Regions from separate parts of the Mus musculus genome. Here all the other regions are linked to region 4. The links are chromatin contacts, called in public ChIA-PET, HiChIP or PLAC-seq and promoter capture Hi-C maps. All regions are on one chromosome and are shown on one strand. The core of a region is the stretch at or near the end of the contact, and the rest is flanking DNA. Distances in the headings are between cores, read along the strand shown.

Evidence for each region. Promoter capture Hi-C pulls out the DNA fragments that hold promoters and counts their contacts. ChIA-PET counts read pairs in DNA pulled down with a chosen protein or histone mark. HiChIP or PLAC-seq counts read pairs in DNA pulled down with a chosen protein or histone mark.
Region 1: a contact with region 4 is called in an H3K27ac HiChIP or PLAC-seq map of microglia, with 6 times the contacts expected there. The contact joins the enhancer-like site here to the promoter of 1700012C14Rik in region 4. A contact is called at or near these places in 1 of 39 promoter capture datasets (hippocampal neurons) and 5 of 115 datasets of contacts at active chromatin or transcription factors (large pre-B cells, memory CD8 T cells, microglia and 2 more).
Region 2: an HNF4G HiChIP or PLAC-seq map of pancreatic cancer cells shows a contact between it and region 4. The contact joins the promoter of Tspan33 here to the promoter of 1700012C14Rik in region 4. A contact is called at or near these places in 1 of 39 promoter capture datasets (liver) and 2 of 115 datasets of contacts at active chromatin or transcription factors (bone marrow-derived macrophages and pancreatic cancer cells).
Region 3: an RNA polymerase II ChIA-PET map of memory CD8 T cells shows a contact between it and region 4, with 18 read pairs. The contact joins the promoter of Lncpint here to the promoter of 1700012C14Rik in region 4. A contact is called at or near these places in 1 of 484 Hi-C or Micro-C datasets (embryonic stem cells) and 2 of 115 datasets of contacts at active chromatin or transcription factors (memory CD8 T cells and pancreatic cancer cells).
Region 5: a FOXA1 HiChIP or PLAC-seq map of pancreatic cancer cells shows a contact between it and region 4. The contact joins the enhancer-like site here to the promoter of 1700012C14Rik in region 4. A contact is called at or near these places in 3 of 39 promoter capture datasets (the C10 cell line, cranial neural crest and embryonic stem cells) and 4 of 115 datasets of contacts at active chromatin or transcription factors (embryonic basal ganglia, embryonic stem cells, extraembryonic endoderm stem cells and 1 more).
Region 6: a promoter capture Hi-C map of the 3T3-L1 cell line shows a contact between it and region 4, with 4 times the contacts expected there. The contact joins the enhancer-like site here to the promoter of 1700012C14Rik in region 4. A contact is called at or near these places in 4 of 39 promoter capture datasets (the 3T3-L1 cell line, the C10 cell line, liver and 1 more) and 1 of 115 datasets of contacts at active chromatin or transcription factors (pancreatic cancer cells).
Region 7: a promoter capture Hi-C map of liver shows a contact between it and region 4, with 2.3 times the contacts expected there. The contact joins the promoter of Tnpo3 here to the promoter of 1700012C14Rik in region 4. A contact is called at or near these places in 2 of 39 promoter capture datasets (both in liver).

What each region holds. Positions count from the first base shown.
Region 1 is chr6:31,125,231-31,128,016 of GRCm38.p6, forward strand. The region is part of intron 3 of Lncpint (long non-protein coding RNA, Trp53 induced transcript); the gene reads right to left. Among named protein-coding and RNA genes, the nearest start is that of Mir29b-1, 64 kb to the left of the region's middle. Within about 2 kb of position 1,426, at least 247 of the 459 cell types and tissues checked have an H3K27ac peak or open chromatin away from gene starts, as enhancers often do. A contact at or near this core is called in memory CD8 T cells, microglia, pancreatic cancer cells and 1 more, where this site is marked.
Region 2 is chr6:29,692,834-29,695,533 of GRCm38.p6, forward strand. Tspan33 (tetraspanin 33) reads left to right here and starts at 1,381. Exons shown (of 8, transcript NM_146173.3): 1 at 1,381-1,711. The coding sequence starts at 1,610.
Region 3 is chr6:31,217,165-31,219,864 of GRCm38.p6, forward strand. It overlaps Lncpint (long non-protein coding RNA, Trp53 induced transcript), which reads right to left and starts at 1,310. Exons shown (of 4, transcript NR_110471.1): 1 at 910-1,310.
Region 4 is chr6:30,459,491-30,462,341 of GRCm38.p6, forward strand. 1700012C14Rik (RIKEN cDNA 1700012C14 gene) reads left to right here and starts at 1,495. Exons shown (of 2, transcript NR_131049.1): 1 at 1,495-1,639.
Region 5 is chr6:31,065,774-31,068,553 of GRCm38.p6, forward strand. No RefSeq gene overlaps it. Among named protein-coding and RNA genes, the nearest start is that of Mir29b-1, 4.1 kb to the left of the region's middle. Within about 2 kb of position 1,253, at least 33 of the 459 cell types and tissues checked have an H3K27ac peak or open chromatin away from gene starts, as enhancers often do. A contact at or near this core is called in pancreatic cancer cells, where this site is marked.
Region 6 is chr6:31,158,107-31,160,959 of GRCm38.p6, forward strand. All of the region lies in intron 2 of Lncpint (long non-protein coding RNA, Trp53 induced transcript), which reads right to left. Among named protein-coding and RNA genes, the nearest start is that of Lncpint, 59 kb to the right of the region's middle. Within about 2 kb of position 1,350, at least 76 of the 459 cell types and tissues checked have an H3K27ac peak or open chromatin away from gene starts, as enhancers often do. A contact at or near this core is called in pancreatic cancer cells, where this site is marked.
Region 7 is chr6:29,608,506-29,611,205 of GRCm38.p6, forward strand. Tnpo3 (transportin 3) reads right to left here and starts at 1,344. Exons shown (of 23, transcript NM_177296.5): 1 at 861-1,344. The coding sequence starts at 980.

The DNA of each region.
Region 1 (2,786 bases), core at 176-2,675, 670 kb after region 4:
AGTTAAATCTAGGCTTAAAAAATTATAAACTAATTGGTGACTACATGAACACCTAACATAAACTCATTTGGAATACTGCGTACGTTTTCTTGTATGGGGCTTGCACCTTAAAGTTCCCTCAAAGAACAGCCAGAGCGCCCTCACGCATTTCCACTAGGGGGAAGACCTGCTTCCTGAGAACCTCGGCAAAGAGCTACGGGATCGCACTGAGAACCAGGGCACCAAAGACCAAGCACCCATACACCTAAGAAGCAGATGGCCGGAATACAAAATGGCTGTGAAGAACTTACTTTAGACCTTCGTCACTACATCTATATTCAATGCCATTTCCTCTTTCTGAACTGGGAACTATCAGGCGCTCCAGACAGAATTCGGGAGTGGAAAGCTTTCTCTCTCTGCGCCATTTATTTAGGGAGCACAAAGTGATTCCAACTTGAAAAAAATTTTAAGATTCAAATCTGGCTATTTAATGAGACCAGGGAGTTTTCAGAGCTGTATAGCTCCTGCTTCCTCAAAACAAGAATTAGAGCATTCTTTCGCATGTGGCCAGCACAGGAAGGGGGAGCCATTTACTGTAAATGCCTCTCTGATGCAACCAACCACCTCGTTCAAAGAGAGAATTCATCCAAGAAGATTTAGTCACTTCTTCTAGAAAAATGCCACCACACTGAATGTACACAGACCAAAGCCCACGCCCAGAGACAGGGATGAGCTGCTTGGCCGACAGAAAACAGACCAACAGACGGGGAAGAGAGATCTTGACTTCACCAGAAAAGATTCAGCAGTGTTCTTTCCGAGGTTGGCCTCTGAGACGGGCAAGCCGGACAGACATGTTACCATCAGTTCCTAAACTCATTACAGGGATCGTTCCCCTCTGCCTAGCTGTGAAAGCACCTCCTAAAAACTTCCTAAAAACTGGTTTAGAACCAGGAACTAGGCGTAATTAGTAACTTAGTAACTGTGGCTACTTAGTTTACAAAAACCTTTCAAATGCACAAGGAAAAGAGGAATCCTGTAATTTAAAATGTGAAACTGAAAGTACAACTTGATGAAGGTGGGTTACACATGAAGAGGGTGAGACAGAAGGAAACGCTGAATAGCAGTTGGGTTAAAAAAAAAAAAAGAAAACTCAAAGAAAAGCAGCTCTGAGCTTCTTTCCCTAACACCCCCAATCCACACAGAGGAAACTAGGGGAGGATCCCTCCCATTTCTGCTTACCCAGGGCACCCCGAGTTCTTCTTAGGGCAAGATGTGCGCACTTGCTTTTCTGGAGGAGGCAGGGAAGAGTCATGGCTGTGTTCTGATGAAGCCGGGGATCCCCTTGATGAATGAAACCACAAGGGGGTAATCTATGTTGGCTCAGCAAGCCATTGGCTACCGGGTGCTGAGGCGTGTGGAAGTCTCATTTGCCAACCTTCTGGTAAGCCTCTCACAGCCCATCTCAGGAGAGCCGCAGGATGCATTACACCCGGGCAGAGTCAAAACTAGACAGGGTTCGTTGTTTCCCTGCCACTCTCCCCAGCCCAGAGGAAACCACAGCCAACCACAAGGAGAGCTGGCTCCTCCGCCAGGCGAGAGAGAATTATGATGTCGACACCGGCAATTTACCAACGTATCCCACACCAATGCCAGAGCTTGCTCTCTGTATATGACTGCTGGTGAGTCTGAAGTAGGTACAGGCAGGCAGGTACCACACTCTCAGGCTAAGAGGCCGGGGCCATGGTTTGGGGATTCCATGGAGGTGGGAAAGTTATAAAAAAGGAAATGTTAACTTTTGTTGAAAAACTAACAAGAGCTGAAACAAAGGTGTAACCCAGCCTTCATAAACAAATGTTTCAATGTGTTCTTGAACAACCTGTGTTGATGCCTCTGTGGGGCCCAAGAGTGTGCCCCTCATCCAAGCATCCTGGGTCTTTATCCTGCACTTTACCATTTAGGGCCATTTGCCTGTCTAGAGAACTAACACTGCTGACCGCAGACACCATTGGGTGATTTCTCTCTGACTCTAGTCATCAGGACAACCCCACGTAGAGCATCTGTAACTTTTGTGAAAGGAGAGTCAGGTTGAGTTGCCTGTGCCTGCCCTCCCCCCAACCCCCACCTCCATGCTAGAGGGGTAAAATCCAAGCTGACAAATGCCGGAGGAAGAGCAGTCAGTGTTTGAGACTGAATCCAAACATTATGTCAGAGCAGTGGTTCCCAACCTTCCTAATGCTGCGGCCCTTTAATACTGTTCTTCATGTTGTGCTGACCCCCAACCATAAATTAGTTTTTGTTGCTACCTCATAACTGTAATTTTGCTGTTAGGAGTCATAATGTAAATATCTGTGTTTTCTGATGGTCTTGGGTGACCTATGTCAAAGGGGCTGCCACTCACAGGCTGCATTAGAAGATTGTGTGCCTGGGGAAACAAAAGACACGCTGCCAAAGGATGTGCACGAGGAAAAGGCGCGGGAACCGGACAGATGCGCTGCGCTATAGGCTTTAAATCAACAACTTTATATAATGAGTTCTACATGGACTCCCCAACTCAGCTACCTGACTCGGGCAACAGGCATCCAAGTGAATGTATGCCCTACACAAGTGGTGCTTGCTCTGAGTACCTAACTACTTCCAACACTCTGTGGACATAAAAATTCTGTAAATTGAGATTTAAAAAAAACCCACTCAGGACACATATCTGAAATGACACCATCTTCCTATATTTCTTTTAAAAATTTTTTTTAAACGTGTTATGTGCCTGCATGAGTTTATGTGCACCAGGGTCAGAGGCCAAAAGAGGACCT
Region 2 (2,700 bases), core at 131-2,630, 770 kb before region 4:
GGCTTAGTTTCCACACAACACGCGGTTTGCTTTTATCTGTCCAAGCTTCGACACACCTTTTTGTGTCCACCTGGATTTCACGTCCCCACTGTCTCTAAAATCTCATCCTCCTCGTTTCTCCCGCCATGACACCTTCTGGTGCTCAACTTCTTCCAATTACATAATAGTTATTCATGCAGTTATTGTATTTCCACACTGGATTTTGAATCCTATTGAAACAAAATACCAGGGCTAGAGATATGGCTCAGTTATTAAGAGCACTTGTTGCTCTTACAGAGGACCAAAGTTCAGTTCCCAGCACTGACTTAAGGAGCTCACAAATCCCGGTAACTCCAGTTCCTGGGGATCTGACATCCTTTTCTGGCTTCCATCAGCACCTGTGTGCACAGTGGTACACACACACACACACACACACACACACACACTCACACACACACACATTTTAAAAGAATCTTTTAAAGGAGTGAAAGTACCACATTTTAGTGAGCCCCCTTATCAGCCATCTCCGTGTAAGTCATTTGCATGCACTAACAGATTCTTATTTGATCAATGCCTTACGCTGCAGTTTTCCCACTCAACGTTACAAAAAGTGTAGCTTGGGGAATCACGCTATTGATGGCAAAATCAGACTCCTCCCCAGGTTAAAATCGTACTTGTGTAGCTAGTACAATGTACACCACATTGTACTTGGGAGTCAATCTGTGCATATCCTATTAACATGCCAAACACAAAACAAAACAAAATTAAAAACAAAAAACCGGTGTCTCCACGTAAACAAACGTTCTGAGAGGGTTTGGATAGAGAGGTTGGACGGTAATGAGAGAAAAGGATGGTTTGAGAATTCCACTGTTAGGTTATGAGGCTTTTAAAACGAGCATTTAAAGTATTTGATTGCTAAGCAGGGGTATTTATTCTTCTCTTTCTGGTTGTTAGTACCTGTCATTTGTCACTCTGATTTTATTGTCTTGATCCCTGAGGATCAACCTTCTTTTCTATTCCCACAGCGTTTAACGAATTGCTCAACACACAAAGTGCGTACTTGTTGATTTTAACGTACGTGTGTTTGCGTGCGTGCACAGCAACTGGGCAGAGGACGTGGGTGTGGGATGCAGGAAACATTCCTTTTCCTCATTCTTTTTCCCTTAAGCAGCTGCAGCCTGCAGGCTTTCCGTCTAGGCGGGCAGAAGCAGAACCACTGACCCTTTAGCAAGTTGTCCCTCACAGAACAGGTGTCTCCCCCGCCTCTCGGAGGAGAGGGATGGCTGGCTGCTTAGTGACATGGGCCGCCGACCAATGAGAAGTCAGCCTCGGGCAGCCTCACCAATGGCCGTCCGGGGGGCGGGCCCGGTTTCCTGAGAGCCGGGCGGGCCAAGCTGGTCTGCGGCCGCGGTGGAGTCTCCGCTGCTCACGCTGCCCGCCGCGGCTTCAGCGGCGGCGCCGTTCCCTGGCCGCGCGGCTCCCCGACGCACGGTTCGGGCGGCTCCCGGCGCGGCGCGGCTGCCCCGGCGTTCGGGTCCCCGTGGCCCCGCGGCTCCCGCCCCGGGCTGCAGGGCGCACAGGTGGGCCGGTGGCCGCTGGGAGATAGGCCCCCCGGGGGCAGCGGCGGACCATGGCGCGGAGACCTGGCGTGCCGGCTGCCTACGGGGACGAGTTCTCCTTCGTCAGCCCGCTGGTGAAATACCTGCTCTTCTTCTTCAACATGCTCTTCTGGGTGAGATTCGGGGGGTCAGGGGGCACCCGGACTCTCGGGCATCTCTGGAGCGCCGAGGGGGCTGCCTGAGGCTGGGAGGTTTGGCCTGGGCTGCCCGGTGCCCAGGAGCGTGTCGAGTGGTGCTTCGTAGTTTTCTGAGCTGGTGACACTTGGGGGCATTTCTCCGGGGGAGGAAAACCACAGTGGCGCCGTGTCAAAAGGGGACGTTAAGAGGTGGGCAATCATCCTTGCTGCCAGGGATGAAGCTTTAGCAGGGATGAGGATCTGTGTCAGGCCATGAAATAAAAAGGGTTTGGGGAAAGAAAGAGCTGGCTGGACAGCCCCATGGGCATATTTCATGGTTAGGGACTTTCAGGCCTGGGGGCTGGAAGGCCCGACTGGCCATACGGGGCGCGGGGCGGGGGTGGAGGGAGAGAGAAGGAAGAGAAACCCCAAGCCTTCCTTCGCCCCAGTTCCTCAGGGGCTTGTGTCAAGGGACTATATCTGTCCCTTTTGCAGGCCTCGGGTGTCTGCTCCTGTCAGGGCTGAAAAGGGTTAAGAATGGTCTCCAGGTCCGATGTGTACCCCAGCATGGCCCTAAACTTTGCCCTACCTTCTTCAAGACCAGCTTCTCTACTTGGAGCTGACAGGCTTCAGATGATTCAAATAGGATTTTGTTGTTGTTGTTGTTGTTGTTGTTGGGCTGGAAGCTATGGCTCCTTTCAGAATCTTTTGTTTGGGGTGGAAAAGTGTAAACAATATTAACCCCGAGCTCCTGACACCTGGATTTCCGTCCCCTCTCTACCATCCTTATTGATTTGACTGATCTGGGTAAATATGTTCAAGTCCACAGGCCTGCCCTTCCTCCCAGCAAAAATCTAATGCAGTGTATTGGGGGATGGCAGGAGAGGGCTGAGAATTCAGGGGGAGGGGGAGCCCATTAGAGAATGCTAGCTGAGTCCTGTTTCATAGCCAGAGAGTGCGTGGGCCCCTCTGGATTTGATAACAAG
Region 3 (2,700 bases), core at 60-2,559, 760 kb after region 4:
AGGTAACCTGCCTTCTGGAACCTCAAAGCCCCACCCATCCCGCCTGTGGGGGCAACCTGTGGTGGGGGGGAGTGAGGCAACACGATTAGGTAGTGATAGAGAGGGGGGACATACAACCCCCCATCTCCAGAGCAAGAGGACGCATCCTGCTTCCCTCCGCCAAAATAATAGCCGAAGTCAAAGCTCCGGCTTCCCAGGGGCTGCCTCTCCCCCCACCTTCCCCCTAGAACCAAAACGTCGCGTCCCTCCCAACCGCTCGCCCCCAGCCCTTACTTCTTGTTGACGGCCGAGGTGGGGGGGCGTGGGAGCCATGCATGAGTTGCCTCTAGGTTCGGGATGTTGGTCTCCTCTGAGTGAAGAGGTGGGATCTCGAAATGGAAACAGTCCTCCCTCCCCCCCCCCAACCCCCCCCCGCCGGTCCCTCCCCTCCTCCTCCTCCTCTTCGTCTGTTTACCTCAAGTTTGAATTTTATCTGCGCAACATTAGCTGGAATGCGGACATTGAAAAAAAAAAAAAAAACCACTCGCTCTCAACCCGGCAGCAGCTCCGGAGGAGCCATGTGGCATCAAGCCACCGCAAAGGGGAAAAAAAAGTGCTCTTAGCAACACAAACATGGCGAAATAGCTCCGACATGCCCGTTTCACGCAGCAACCCTACCTTCCTTCGCTCACCCGCCGAGCATCCTGGCCCGCTGCCTCAGGCCCCTTGTGGGGGACCGTAAGGGGGCCCCGGGGACTGCGAGGGTGGACGTCAAGAGAGTCCACCGGGAAAATAGCACAGATGACGCGCCAACCCATCTGCCTCACCGAGAGTGCGGGGACGCTTTTTCCACCCCCAAGGTGGGAGTTGAGCACCAAATCCTGTCCCCAAGTCCTGCTGGACCCGTTTTCCCCACCCTAAAGAACTTACCTTGAGGCTGAACACTACACCGCTTTGCTCTCTTTTCTGGTTCCTTCCTCTGGAGTGAGGAGGAAAATGATGCGCACGTAGATTCCGAGAGCGTATTCTTCTAGAATTTTCCCATGATGGTTGGTGGGGAGCGATGGGGACTCTGAGACAGGTGCGGGGCTGCCGGCTAAAAGTTGCTCAGCGCACCACGGTGGGCGACAGGGTCCCCGGAGCGGGCGGAGGACCCCCACTCTCTGTCCCTGGCGTCGCCCACTTGTCACGCCAGGCTGCTGCGTGCGCTCGGCTGCAGAGGAGGTGGCGTAGTTTCTCTTTCTCCCACCTCTTCTCACTTGTTTTGTAGCCGTGGGCTCCCCTAATGCTTTCCTCTCCACAATGTTGTTTCATTATATCATGTCCATCATGTGACACCGGAGAGGCCTCTCTATGGAAACTTAAAGGGGCTCCCACGTGACTGCAGCAGCAACAACAGCAGCAGGACCGCCGGCGGCGGCGGCGGCAGCATTTGTACCACCACCCACCAGGAGCCCCTCGAAGCATCCCGAAGGGGCTTGTGGCGCTGCGAAAGCCCAGATAAGGGAGCCACTGCATCCGGGAGCTATGGCGTCGGTGCGTGCGTGGAGCCAGTGCTCATTACACAGCAAGCGGAACAGGAGCGTCCTTAAATCCTTTCCTGCAGTCACCAAGCCCACGCTCTGTTAAAATGACATTTCGTGGTTCCTACTTTATTTTCCCCCAAGAGCTGTGAGTTCCCTATCAGGCCTGATTAAATTTTACAAAGTCAAAAAGAAAAGCCAGATTTGCCCTCTCAGTGAGCTCACTCGCAGATCGTTGGTAGAACAGAAATGCCCAGAAAATAACAACCAGAACCGGGCATTTGGTCCATAATTACCATCACTACCAGTTTCGGAGCTTTCTGGAATTACATTCCTCCGGTAACTGTTGATGATGCTCTCAAGAGGCAAAATGCAAGGCAGTTTTTCTCTTCCGCGGCTATATTAGGGCTTTGTTGCTGACAACAGTAAAAACTTGTTTGTGTCAGGAAGTGAGGTATGAAGCCATGACCTGTAAGGTACAGACAAAACCAAAGTGGCAGTTTGGGCACTACTTTTCTGACCACATTCTTCCAAATGGTGACAAGATGACTGCCATAAAATGCGTGCTTGGTTGGAAATAAGATGATCAGGGAAACATGCTTATCCCTTAATCATACTGTGCATGCTACACACTAGAAATTATATATACATATATATGCGTGTGTGTGGACAGAGCGCAAACGTGCATTTTCCTGATATTCCAAACCACCAATTCTGTCCCCACTGCTAGCATTTAACTTAAGTATTAGCGTTTAAAGGCTTATTCGTGTCTAGTGATGTATGGAAACTAAGTTTGAAGTCCTTAGTCTTAATGACTTGCAATGTATGTGTGTGCAAGGTGTGTGGGGGGGGGGGTCTACTTCGAATCGCAATTCTCTGTCTCTACATTTTTATGTACCATGGAAAAACATCCTATAAGTAAAATCTATGATTAAATTGCTATTTTTCTGTTGGTTCACACTTTTCCGTCTTTATAAGGAAAACGGGGTTGGCAGAATTGTGGAAAAAGGATAAGAAAACACTAACTCAGTAACTGAGGAGTGGGATGGGAGAGGACCAACATTCCGGCCTGGCCTTGATTATCCGTCTCTCTCCATCACTTATGAATGCATTAGGTCTCCCTCTAATTCTAACACCCATCCTTATGGCCTTCTAACCTCAAGTCTAATTCTTTCATCCTTTTAACCCTCTTTTGCCT
Region 4 (2,851 bases), core at 245-2,744:
TCTGCCACGTGCTGCAGTCAGGCGTCACTCTGTCCACTTTCTGCTTAGCTAATTTGTGCTGGAGCCGGCGTGGTGGTGCACCCTCGTTTTTTCATCCCAGCATTTCGGCGGAGGCAGGTGGACCTGTGAGTTTGAGGCTAGCCTGGTCTATATACACTGAGTTTCAGGCCAACCAGGGCTTCTTAAAACAAAATCAGAAACCAAACAAAAACATTGTGTTGGGATGCGGGAGGATAAGCCAAGGGCCACCAAAGTGTTCTTGCCAAGGGAGTTACCAGCTCTCCCAATGCCAGAGGAAGGGTCTCCTTGGTAAGAACTCTCACTGCACCGATAAAGGACCAGACCCTTCCCCAGGTGGGCGGGGCTCCGCGGAGCCGCAGTGCAGCACGATGAAGCCTGTGCCTGGGACGGGAAGCTGCTCTGGAAGCGAGCGCCAAGTCCCCCAGGTGCCACCGCCAGTCACTTGTCCCGGCAAAGCTCCCAGTGTCCACATAGATGCGGAGCCAGGTCAGGATTTTTCGAATGTAAAATGGCCTCGTGCTTCGCGGAGAAGCTGCCCAGGGTGGGTTCTCTGCCGCCCCCTGGCGAGCAGCGCTGGTCCTGGTCGTGGGCACCGCGACTAGCAGCGGCCGGTGCCCACGCTAACTGTGCATCTAGTGGGTACGCAACCGGCTGGGATGCCACCGGGGCACAACCTTGTATTCAGGCTGATAGCACCCGGAGGCAGGGCTTCTACCCAGCAAACCGGTTAGAGGAATCAGGTACTGAGAATAGAGTACTTTAGCTCAAGGCTCAGAGGAGCACAAAGAGCTAGAAAGCTTTTCAGGGACAGCACCCACCACCTCCTGGTGGCTTCTGGAAGGGGAGGAAGCCTACGAAAGAAACCAGAAAAACTGCAGGAGACTTGGAAAGTTAGGGCGAGGAGAGGCGGTGCTCAGAAGGCACTGATATATAATCGCGCTCCAAGGCAGTTAGTTGGGAAATTTTAAGTTCGAGGCTACGACAATGATCTTTTTGGTAAATAGGGTGAGGCCACTTTGGCCAGGGCACTCAAGAGTACATATACAGAGCAAGGCCTGGCCTTCAGCTCCCATCTCTTTATCCTGGGGTGGGGAGCCAACCTGAGCACAGCAGTCACCCTGGGGCAGCACCTCCAGAGGATGCACTGGAGGCCAAACTCTGGCCTTGAGGGAGACAGGTCCACTTGGAATTAGGACGGGGTACCACGGGTGTAGGACCTTCTCCACTAAAGCTTCGCAGGATGAGGATCCTCCCTCCCTCCCTGCCTTCCACAGCCCAGTGTGGCAAGAGGGGCCTAGGGCTGCGGGGGAGAGAACCACTCCAAACCGGAATGATCTGGTTTAAGGCAAGCTGATTCTCCCTCCGCTCTCCCCCGCCCTCCCTTCTCCTCCTGCGACAGGCTGCTTTTTGTCGCAGTCCCCTGACCAAGGTAAACAGGAGGGAGGAAAGAAAGCTCTGTTTCCATGGCAACCTAGAGGGCGGTCGATTTGGCTCTCTCGGAAGTGCTTGTATGAAGGGGAAAAGAGGCCTCACTGGAAAAGCAACAGGGAGGAAAGATCCTAGCCGCGTTCCTGATGGGGGTTATTCTGGAAGGTGATGTGGGCCTGGAGTAGGAGAGGTGAGGGGCCTGGCACCCTCAAGTGAGGTGGCAGATGGAGCCCGGGACCTGGATACTCCAGGGGCTGGATTCACACCAGAAATGCCACCATCAACCTGGGAAGTATCAAACAGGTGCCAGAGCTCTCCGGGCACATGCTTAAACCCTCACGCCTTGCTAGCCCAGTCCAGAAAAGCTTCCATGGCCGCTCGCTCTGCTAAGCCACGGGGATAAGCCCGGCTCAGTCACCAGGATGAGACTCAGGGCCAAAGACAGGTTCTGTCTGAAAGACTCCCCACCCAGTTCTTGGAGAGTGAGCTAAGAGAGCGCTCCTCCCCTGAGAGTAAGGCTCCAGCATCCTTTCTCCTCCAGACTGGCCCAGCTCCTGTGTGGCACCATGAGAAGAACAGAGTAACCCCAGCATGGGTTGATGGGTGTGGGTCACCATCTCCTGAAGGAGGAGGACTGTCCTGTCACTCTTCAGAGGTCAGCTGAAGTCCTCACTAACCAGATAATTACCACACACTGAGACTTTTCTGAGGAGCACCCTGAGAGGGCCAGTAGCCTCTCAGGGTTCCTATCAGCGTCCTCATAAACTCCTTCTGTCCCGGCTTGGGGAAGATAAGGCAGCTTGCCTTGTCTTTAGCTATCATCTGAATAGCCCGGCCAGGAGAAAAAAGACAGAAGCTATGGGTTGGTCTTCTTCTGACCCCAGGGACGCAGCAGTAGAGACAGGGACTATGTGGAATCTGTATGAGGTATCTTGGTTTCCTCAGGCCACACGGTGACTCCTGGCAGTGAGGCTTCCAAGATTTGGAAATCCCAGCTCCGGAGCCTTTCCCTGGAGCCAGTGGAAGCACCTGATCTGTCGGGGGGGGGGGGGCTGGGGGGGGGGGAGATACCTTTCAGACCAGAACAAGGCAACAGATGGACGCGTTTTCCTTGTAAGATGCCCAGAAAGGCCACATCTCAGCTCTTTCCATGGCGTGGGGATTCCAAAGCTACCTGACCTTGGTGTCTTGCCACGATGCTCCCTTTAGTCCAGCCATGGTGCCGCTCCTTGGATGATGAAGTGTGTTGTTGGGGGCCTTGGCACCAGTGGCTCGCTCTTCCTCCTGCGTTTCTGTGGGTCTGTCCTCCATCTCCGGTTCTCTATTCAAATATCATCTCAGTGAGGAAGAGTCAAAGCTAGGGTCCCACTAGGAAGACTCCAAGGCCTTTGCCCTGACCCTT
Region 5 (2,780 bases), core at 3-2,502, 610 kb after region 4:
CCTAACCGGTGTGTCTGGGCCAGGCCACACGTGTCACTGCAGTAGCTGTGCTCACACATCTGGAAGCCGTACCCAGAAGAGCCGAGCTTTGTAAGGGTTAAATCAGGTAGTACATGAGATGATCGAACGAGCAATACGGAACTTTCCTTTGGCATTTTAGTAGAGGGATGCAGCTAAGAGGTCCAGCTCACAAGTGAGAGGCATACACGGATGTGTCAAAAAAAGATACCTTTGCCTTGTGCCTCCCATCTCCGCACACTTGAATGAGCACCTGCAAATATATTCTGATTACTTCTCCATTCAAGGGCCTCCACGCGGGACCTGTGCTGTCGCTGGTGAGCACAGGTTTCTGTAGGTCTTCCCTGGTTGTGAACTGGCAGCTGGGTGTGTAAGAGTGGCTATCAAACTCCGATGGTCACTTAAAAACTCACTGGAGACTCACCGTGGACAAAATACAGCAAGACCTCTTTAAGGGTGATTTGCAAGCATGCACCTCAACTTCTACAGGGCCACAAAGACAACCTGCTACAAGCATTTTCCAGGGACAGACACGCTGCAGAGAGCCTTCGTGAGAGGAGCAGTATGTGGTATTTCGGTGACACACGAACCTCAGGGTGTATCCCACGGACGTGGGGTTCTCTACTCAGACACTTTCAAAAGGTCCCTTCTCTCTGCTGTCCAGTGAGAGACATTTATTACTTCCTTCCGCAGGCACTGCTGTGGATTGGCTACCTGCATTTGGCGACACTGGGGTGGTTATGACTAAGGAGCACGGCCCTTGGCCTTCCACTTGGCACAGCAGCGAGGTGTACTGTGCAAGCTGGTGTAGGAGCTGCAGCATGCTATAAACCTGTAGATCCAACCAGAGCAAGAATGAAGGTGTCTTGCACAGGGTAGGAGAAGGTCTATTTTCAAGGGGAATTGGTAAGCCCTAAGGCTTTAGCAATGCAGGCTGCAGAAGGCCCACAGAGGGCGGACATTACACTTGTCTTTGAGAACAATCCTTTTTGCTCACTCTACAGCCAGGCAGAGGGCAATTATGGAACTCAAACTACATCATTCTACTCTTTCCTATGTGGTCTAACTTTAAGCCAGAGGTACCTTTCATCAGACAAGAAGCCAAGGGCGTAGGCGGTGCCATTTCCAAAATATTGATCACTCAGGTTAACAAACTGGGAATGCTGTCCCAGCAGGCCCACACAGGATGGTTTACAAGAGATTTAACAACTCAACAAAGAGAAGCCCAGTGACTCAGCAGTCAAGATTCTAACCACTGCGATGTCCAAGTTAATGACTGCAATGCCCCTCAGGGAGCCTGGAACAGCAGAGGCCTCAAAGCTGATCCTCGAACCAGGATGGTGTGGGCCAGGTCTGTGAGCGGGTCAGCTTGGAAAAGAATACTATCTGCAGACCACATGAGGGCCAAGTGCCATTTTCTTTTTACTATTACCATGTTTCATTATCCAAATGTCAGGCTTCATCATGCCATCTCCACACAAGTAATGAGTATGTGGCCAGTGCTCACCACCCACCCCTCCCCCTTCCACATCCCCTTCCCAAACGCTCCCTTTCTCGTTCTGTGTCTCCTGTGTAAATGTGTGCATTGGATCTTGGTTTGCTTGCTTGTTTTGGATAGCCCAGACAGGGTTTCCCTGTGGACTCCTAGCTGACCTGGAACTTGGCTCTGGAGACCAAACTGACCTACAATGCACAAGATCCACCTGCCTCAGCTTCCCCAGTGGCTGGGCTTAAAGATGTACACTACCACATCCCACTGTTGAGTTTTGCTTTTCACTTGAGATTCCTTATATGGCAGGGAACATGCAGTACAAGTTGTCCTGAGTCTGGCTTGTTTGACTTAACACGACAACCCTCCATTCTATCCACTACTCTCACAATGTCCAAAGTCCATTCCTCTTGTAGTTCACGCCCTTCAACGTAATTTCCAAACAAGAATGGAGCGTCTGTCGGGAAGATCACTGGGCACTGGGATTAACATCTGAAGATGGTGACTGGTAAAAGAAATAGTGAGAAGCAGCCGTGATTATGTTACAGTCTGTGTTAACAGCCTTTGGGGCGGGGAACCCAGGTTCAGGATTAAGGTAGGGAGGAGGAGGAGGAGGAGGAGGAAGATGTGTCAAGACCCACACAAGGTGAAATCCAAAGTGCAGCAGTAAAGCCGTGGCACCATAAAGTACTAGCAGCTTCCCAAACTTGTGTGGCCACAGGCCTAAGGAGCGGGGCCAGTGCTTTAAGCAGTATCAGGGTCCCCATCAGATCACAGGCGCAGCGGAAGTGTTTAGAAAGTGGCTTACTGCATTTAGGCTGGCGAAGAGCCTCCCAGGTCAGTGTTTGAGAAAGCCTAATTACAGAGTAGCTATAATTCACCCTCTTCCCCCAGAGAACCTGGGAGCCCAATGGCCACCGCCCTATAGCTTGGTTGGCGGTGGGTTACACACCCAGTTTCTGCAGTGAAGAAACCTGCAGGAGTCTGTGAGTTTCCTCACACAAAAGTTCCATCTAAGGGCAGAACTGCAGCGAGGCTCACAATGTACCCAACTCCAGGGAGAAGACAGCACCTCGCTCTGAAGGGCTGGCCCTGGTCTCTGCAGAGGGAGGGGTTTCCCTCTCCTTTAAGCCCTGCTCCTCAGGAGTATCAGCCTGCGGAGTGCCAGGACATATATGTTACCCTCTGTCAAGGGTCATAAAGGGATCTCTCAAACGATGGCACCTTTTGCCTGGGATTAAAGGGACAAACAGTGTAGGTCCTGGATTAGGAA
Region 6 (2,853 bases), core at 100-2,599, 700 kb after region 4:
GGGCTTTGCCACTGTTTTCAGAGAACATTTTCCGCACAGCCTACTCTGGCCTTGAGTGTGATAGCCTCAGCCTCACTGTCCCTGTGATGATGGTGTTACAGGTTTGTGTCATTCCCCAGGGGGGTTTTTGCTTGTTTCAGATTCAACAGCTATTAGTTTTAGTGTGTTTCAAAAATCAGATCAAAATTCCATCAGTTTCCCAACTTCACAGACTTTCAAAGTGCTAAGTGTGCACTGGGAACTTACAGGGGAGGTAGTATGACACAGAACTTCAAATGAACATACAGGTTAAGTAAGGAGGCTGGCAAGATAGCTCAGTGGTGAGGGCCCTTGACTACCATGCACCATGCTGCCCTAAGGTACATCCTTGAAACCCACATGAAGGTGGAAGGAAAGAAGTCACCACATAAAGTCATTCCCTGACCCCACTAACACTTGTGCAAGCATGCATGCATGCATGCATGCATGCATGCATGCGCGCGCGCGCACACACACACACACACACACACACACACACACAGAGGGGACGTGGGGTTGATTTTAAAATACTGAACAGAAAACAAAAGTTCCCAACTCACTGGCCATGGTTTCGTCTCCTTTGTATTCTGGTGGCCCTGGCCCGGGGACTGCACTGGGAGATTGCTGTGCTAAGGAAGCAATTATGAGCTCCACTCAAGAGAGAACAAAAACGGATGGATTTGGAAGGGTCACTTGGGCACCACCAGGAACCTTGGCAGCAGATCACGAGCCCCCTCTTCACTTCAGGTTTTGTTGCCAACTACTTGTCTACACGGCCCAGACCCACAGGGCACCTGCTCTCCACTGTCAGCTGCCAGCTGCCCCGCCCTGGCAGGCAGCCATGGCAGGCCTCTTTTCCAGCCCTCTACATTCTGGACAACCTAAACAGAACTTCTAGCCTCACGGCATGCCCCTATGTTCTGGAGTCCTTGCTATGAACAGAGAACCAAAAGGAAAAAAAAAAAAAAAAAGCTCACAATTTCTTGAAAATCTCTTCTAATACAGACAGAACAAAAGAATTCAGAAAGCCTCTCACTTTAAACTGCTCTTTCCACAGAAATGTCTTCATTATTAAACTAAAGTAAGTTCTGGAAATGCATGGTGCCGGGTTCTTTGAAATTAAGAGCAAGATTTTCTGATAAAAATTATTGACTAAAATACAGTTAACTTGTTTGTCACTTTCAAAAGCCACAGATGAAATTTCTCTGAAAAACCCAATGTCTTTAAGAGAAAAAAAAATCCACAAAACTGGGACTCTGCCAAATGTGAAAGATACAAAACCATGGGCCGAAAAGGCTGTTGTCAGACAGCGACACACAAGTGAGGGCGGAGCTCAGGGACATAAAGCCGGGGAGGCTGCCACGTGGACTGCCATGGACTGCCGTGCTGGCTCCACCTGGGAGGGACTGAACATGTTTCCTCATTCTTCAACTTCAGACTCCTAATCCGAGGAGGAGGAGGAGGAGAGCGCCATTTTAAACAAGGTCAAGCAGAGCCTGCCCAGGAAAAGAACCTGATGCCGATGATCGCAGCTAAGTCTGGCTGTGGCAGCTTTGTCCCCTAGTTTACAGGAACCCAGGACAGCCAGTAGGTTCCCCCGTCTGTGGTTCTAACACTGTGACCTAACCTGAGACAGTGGCACTCACATTTGAGGCAGAACGGAGACCGGGCAAAAAGATAACACAAAGCAGACTTGTCCCTGAAGGCCCCGCTGGGAGGGGGGGGGGGTGGTGTCACATGATTTATTTCCCTCTTCCCACACACAAAAGATGGGATCCTATCTCAAAATACAAAATAGAATAACACAAAATACAAGAAGGAGAGGAAGGCACGGATGTCCTGAACTAGGGACACCAGGGACTGGCCTGAGGGATCACTGATAAAATGTAGCAGCAATTCTTCTCCATCCATCCGGTGGCCTCACCTTCAGGATGTGAAGGGTCCACACCCTGGTGGCTAGGTACCCCTGCTGCCGTGGCAGTCACGGTGGTGGTGAGATTTACTCTGGCACTGAGGAAGCCTCCCTTAAAGTTCCACGACAAGCAAGAGTTTCCTTTCTAAGTAAGCTAGCCAGTACGCAGTGTCCTTCCTCATATCTAGTGTCTTCCCTGTTCTCTTTCCTGAACAGAGTACACACCTATTGACTCAATTTAACAGCAAAGTTAATACTGCAGAATTACAGGAAGCCATTTTTTTAAAATGATACTTCACCCCCGCCCCCACTTGCCCTCCCCAGCCCAGGTGTGGTCTCCTGTGATCTGAGCTATGGGGCTATGGAGGGGTGGAGGTGGGCATCGGTGTCTCCACTTCCCATTTCCCTGCCTCTCGGGAGCTCTCCACTGTGGGCGGGCGGGCGGTTGGTCGGTGCTAAATGGGCTCCGTCACCACTATTCAACCCAGCAGCAATTAACACCGCATTCATTTTCTTCAAAGGCAAGCTGAAGCAAGGTGCCCCAGACCTGGGATAAGTTCTTGTCAGCCTTGTCTTTCTGCTCTAATTATTTCCATGGGTTTCAATCAGCATCTCCTGCACTGTCTTCCGCAAGTGCTAAGAATGGCTGCTTGGGAAAAAAATTTCAATGCTAACAATATTTTTCCTCACAAATACACAAGTTATATGAAGAAAGCAGTTCTGCATAGCTCTAACTGCTTGCTGTACAGTAAGTACTCTGAGACGCAAAGGTGTGCTGGCCCCAGGCCACTGTGCACTGGGAGGGTTCTGGAAGGATCATGTGACAGCCATAGGAAGCCATAGGAAGCCCAGGTTTACAGGTTGCATTTAGAAGGGAATGCGGGGAAGGAACATAAAGAGAAATTTGTCTCTTCCCCGTTTCC
Region 7 (2,700 bases), core at 94-2,593, 850 kb before region 4:
CACCAAACACAAGGAAAAGAAAAAGAAAGTAGGTACTTAGTCTGTTAAGAGGCTCCTTAGTTTTCAAAGAATTTCACAGTTCATAGACTAAAACCTAAACACTGTCAGCAAAATCACAAGCTATTAAAATTCATAAAAAATAAAAACATAGCAAAGGTGAGTGTGAAAAATCATGGAAGAAAATACAAAGTGTGAGTCAAAAAATGAAAAAACATGAGCCCAAAAATTTAACATGTGGAAATACGATAGATACAACACACACTCCACCACATGCTCACAAAAATATGGACTAATTAATATAGCTATGATAGCCATCTTACAAATAAAAACGTACAGGCAGAAGAAATACAGTAGGAATCTGATATAAAACAAAAGAACTACAAAGATTTCCTGAAACCATAACTAATTTTTCTTTATATTACGTTGCACTCCAATGAGAGGAGAAAATTTGTACGAACACGAATCTAGAAGCCTGAGAAATTTCGAGAATAACACGAATGAAAATCGGCAAGGGACACTGAGGGGTGAGTAAGGCTGCCAAAGGGAAGGTATTGCCAGATGCAACTCTTGAATACGGAAGGTGTACCAAAAGCACTTAAAGGAGAGCCAGACCACAAGCGAGACGTACAGAACTACAAAACGGATTCCACAGACGAGGGAAAGGGCCCGTTCGTGACCAATCAGTTGCCACTGGTTTCCGAAAGGCAGCACATCTGTGGCTGCTCAGCCCCACCCCGCGGCACCAGCTCCTTCGGAAAGAGGATCTCCCACTGCCAAGCGCTCCACTCAAGCGGAGAACCATCCCATCCCACTCGGCCCTGGTCCCGCGCGGCTCAGAACGGACTCTCCCCGAACCTCACCGAACGCTGCAGCTCCCCAAGCCAAAACGAGGCGCGCTCCTTTCCGCTGGGATCCGGGTCGTGGTAAAGCGCTTGCACCGCCTGGTACACGAGCTGCAAGGTTGGCTTGGCTCCCTCCATGCTGGCGGGAGCGGCGGCGATGACAGCAAAGAGCCCGATACTCCTCCCTAGGCTTCCGCTTGCTCTGCCTTCAAGCGTCCTCACTGTCTCGGCCACAGCCGCTCCCTGACTGGCGCCATCTCCTCCTTTCTGGCCGTTACCAGGGAAGGGGGGTTCCTCGTGGAAGTTGCCCCCTCGGAAACAGCGGAGAGGTCGCTTTCAGGTTCCTGCCTCCTTTTTGTCTTGTCTTCCCGCCAGAATCGCAGACTCTCGAGTCCGGACACGGGTTCTGGCTTCTGCACCTCCCGCCTTGCTCGCAGAGGCCTACCTCCGCATGACACGAACCACGCAGCGAGCCGAAGCAGGGCTTCCCCGGGCCGGAAGTGGCCGTCCGTAGACTTTGGCACACTTCCGCCTGGTGCACCACAAACTGCCTCCTTCCCGGCACGCCTCCTCTTGTTTCCCCCGCCTCCTCCCGGAAGTGACCCTGCCGGACTAGGAGAACCAAGGGGAAGTAGGCACAAGGTAGTCAGTCTCCTAGGTGCGTAAGTCTTTATTTGAGCTTCAAGTCTGGCTACTCTTAACGTTCCTGACCAAATCTTATCTCGTCAGCAAGGAATCCAAAGTCTTTCCTCCCGGTTCCTACTTCTTCACCCGTCTCCAAGGAGTGTTTAAGAAACATCAGTTCAGCCGGGCGTGGTGGCGCACGCCTTTAATCCCAGCACTCGGGAGGCAGAGGCAGGCGGATTTTTGAGTTCGAGGCCAGCCTGGTCTACAGAGTTCCAGAACAGCCAGGGCTACACAGAGAAACCCTGTCTCAAAAAAAAAAAAAAAAAGAAAGAAAGAGAGAGAGAGAGAGAGAAAGAAAGAAAGGAAGAGAGCCTGTAATCTCAGCTCTTGGAAGTTAGCCACAACACCATCAGGAGGAATTCAAGACCAGCCTCTAATACGTGGAACTCTGTCTCTTTAAAAAAAAAAACCAAAAAAAAAAAAAAAAAAAACAGCCAAGCGGTGATGGCAGACAGGTTTAATCCCAGCACTCTGGAGTCAGAGGCAGGCCTAACTCTTGAGTTTGGACCAGCCTAGTCTACAGAGCAAGTTCCTGGACAGCCAGGAATACACAAAGAGACCTTGTCTCAGAAAATAATTAACAAATAAATAAATAAATGACAAACAAAATCAACTGTCTAGCAATCCTCAGTTAACATGCCAGTTTCCCAATATTGCTGCTTCACTAAAAATAACTGTTAGTATCTAATGAAGGCTGACCATGTGTAATGTAATGTAATGTAGTGAAAGATTAACAACCTTCCAAAATAAGTCCTTTTTTAATGAAATAGTTTTGGTTTGCTTATTTGTTTGTTTGTTTGTTTGTTTGTTTCGAGACAGGGTTTCTCTGTGTAGAGGGCCCTGGCTGTTCTGGAACTCACTCTGTAGACCAGGCTGGCCTCGAACTCAGAAATCCGACTGCCTCTGCCTCCCGAGTGCTGGGATTAAAGGCGTGCGCCACCACGCCCAGCTCTAATGAAATAGTTTTAAAGACTTATTTTTATGTGTATGAGTGTTTTGCCTACATATTTATGCATGTGCAACTTGGTCCTGGAGGAGTTACCGTGTGAGCTGCTATATAGATCCTGAGAATTGAGTGTGGGTTCTCTACAAGATCAGTGAGTGTGTCAACTCTCCAGCTCCTAAACCTCATTTTAAAAGATGAGAATTTAAAGCTGTTCATGCTGGACCA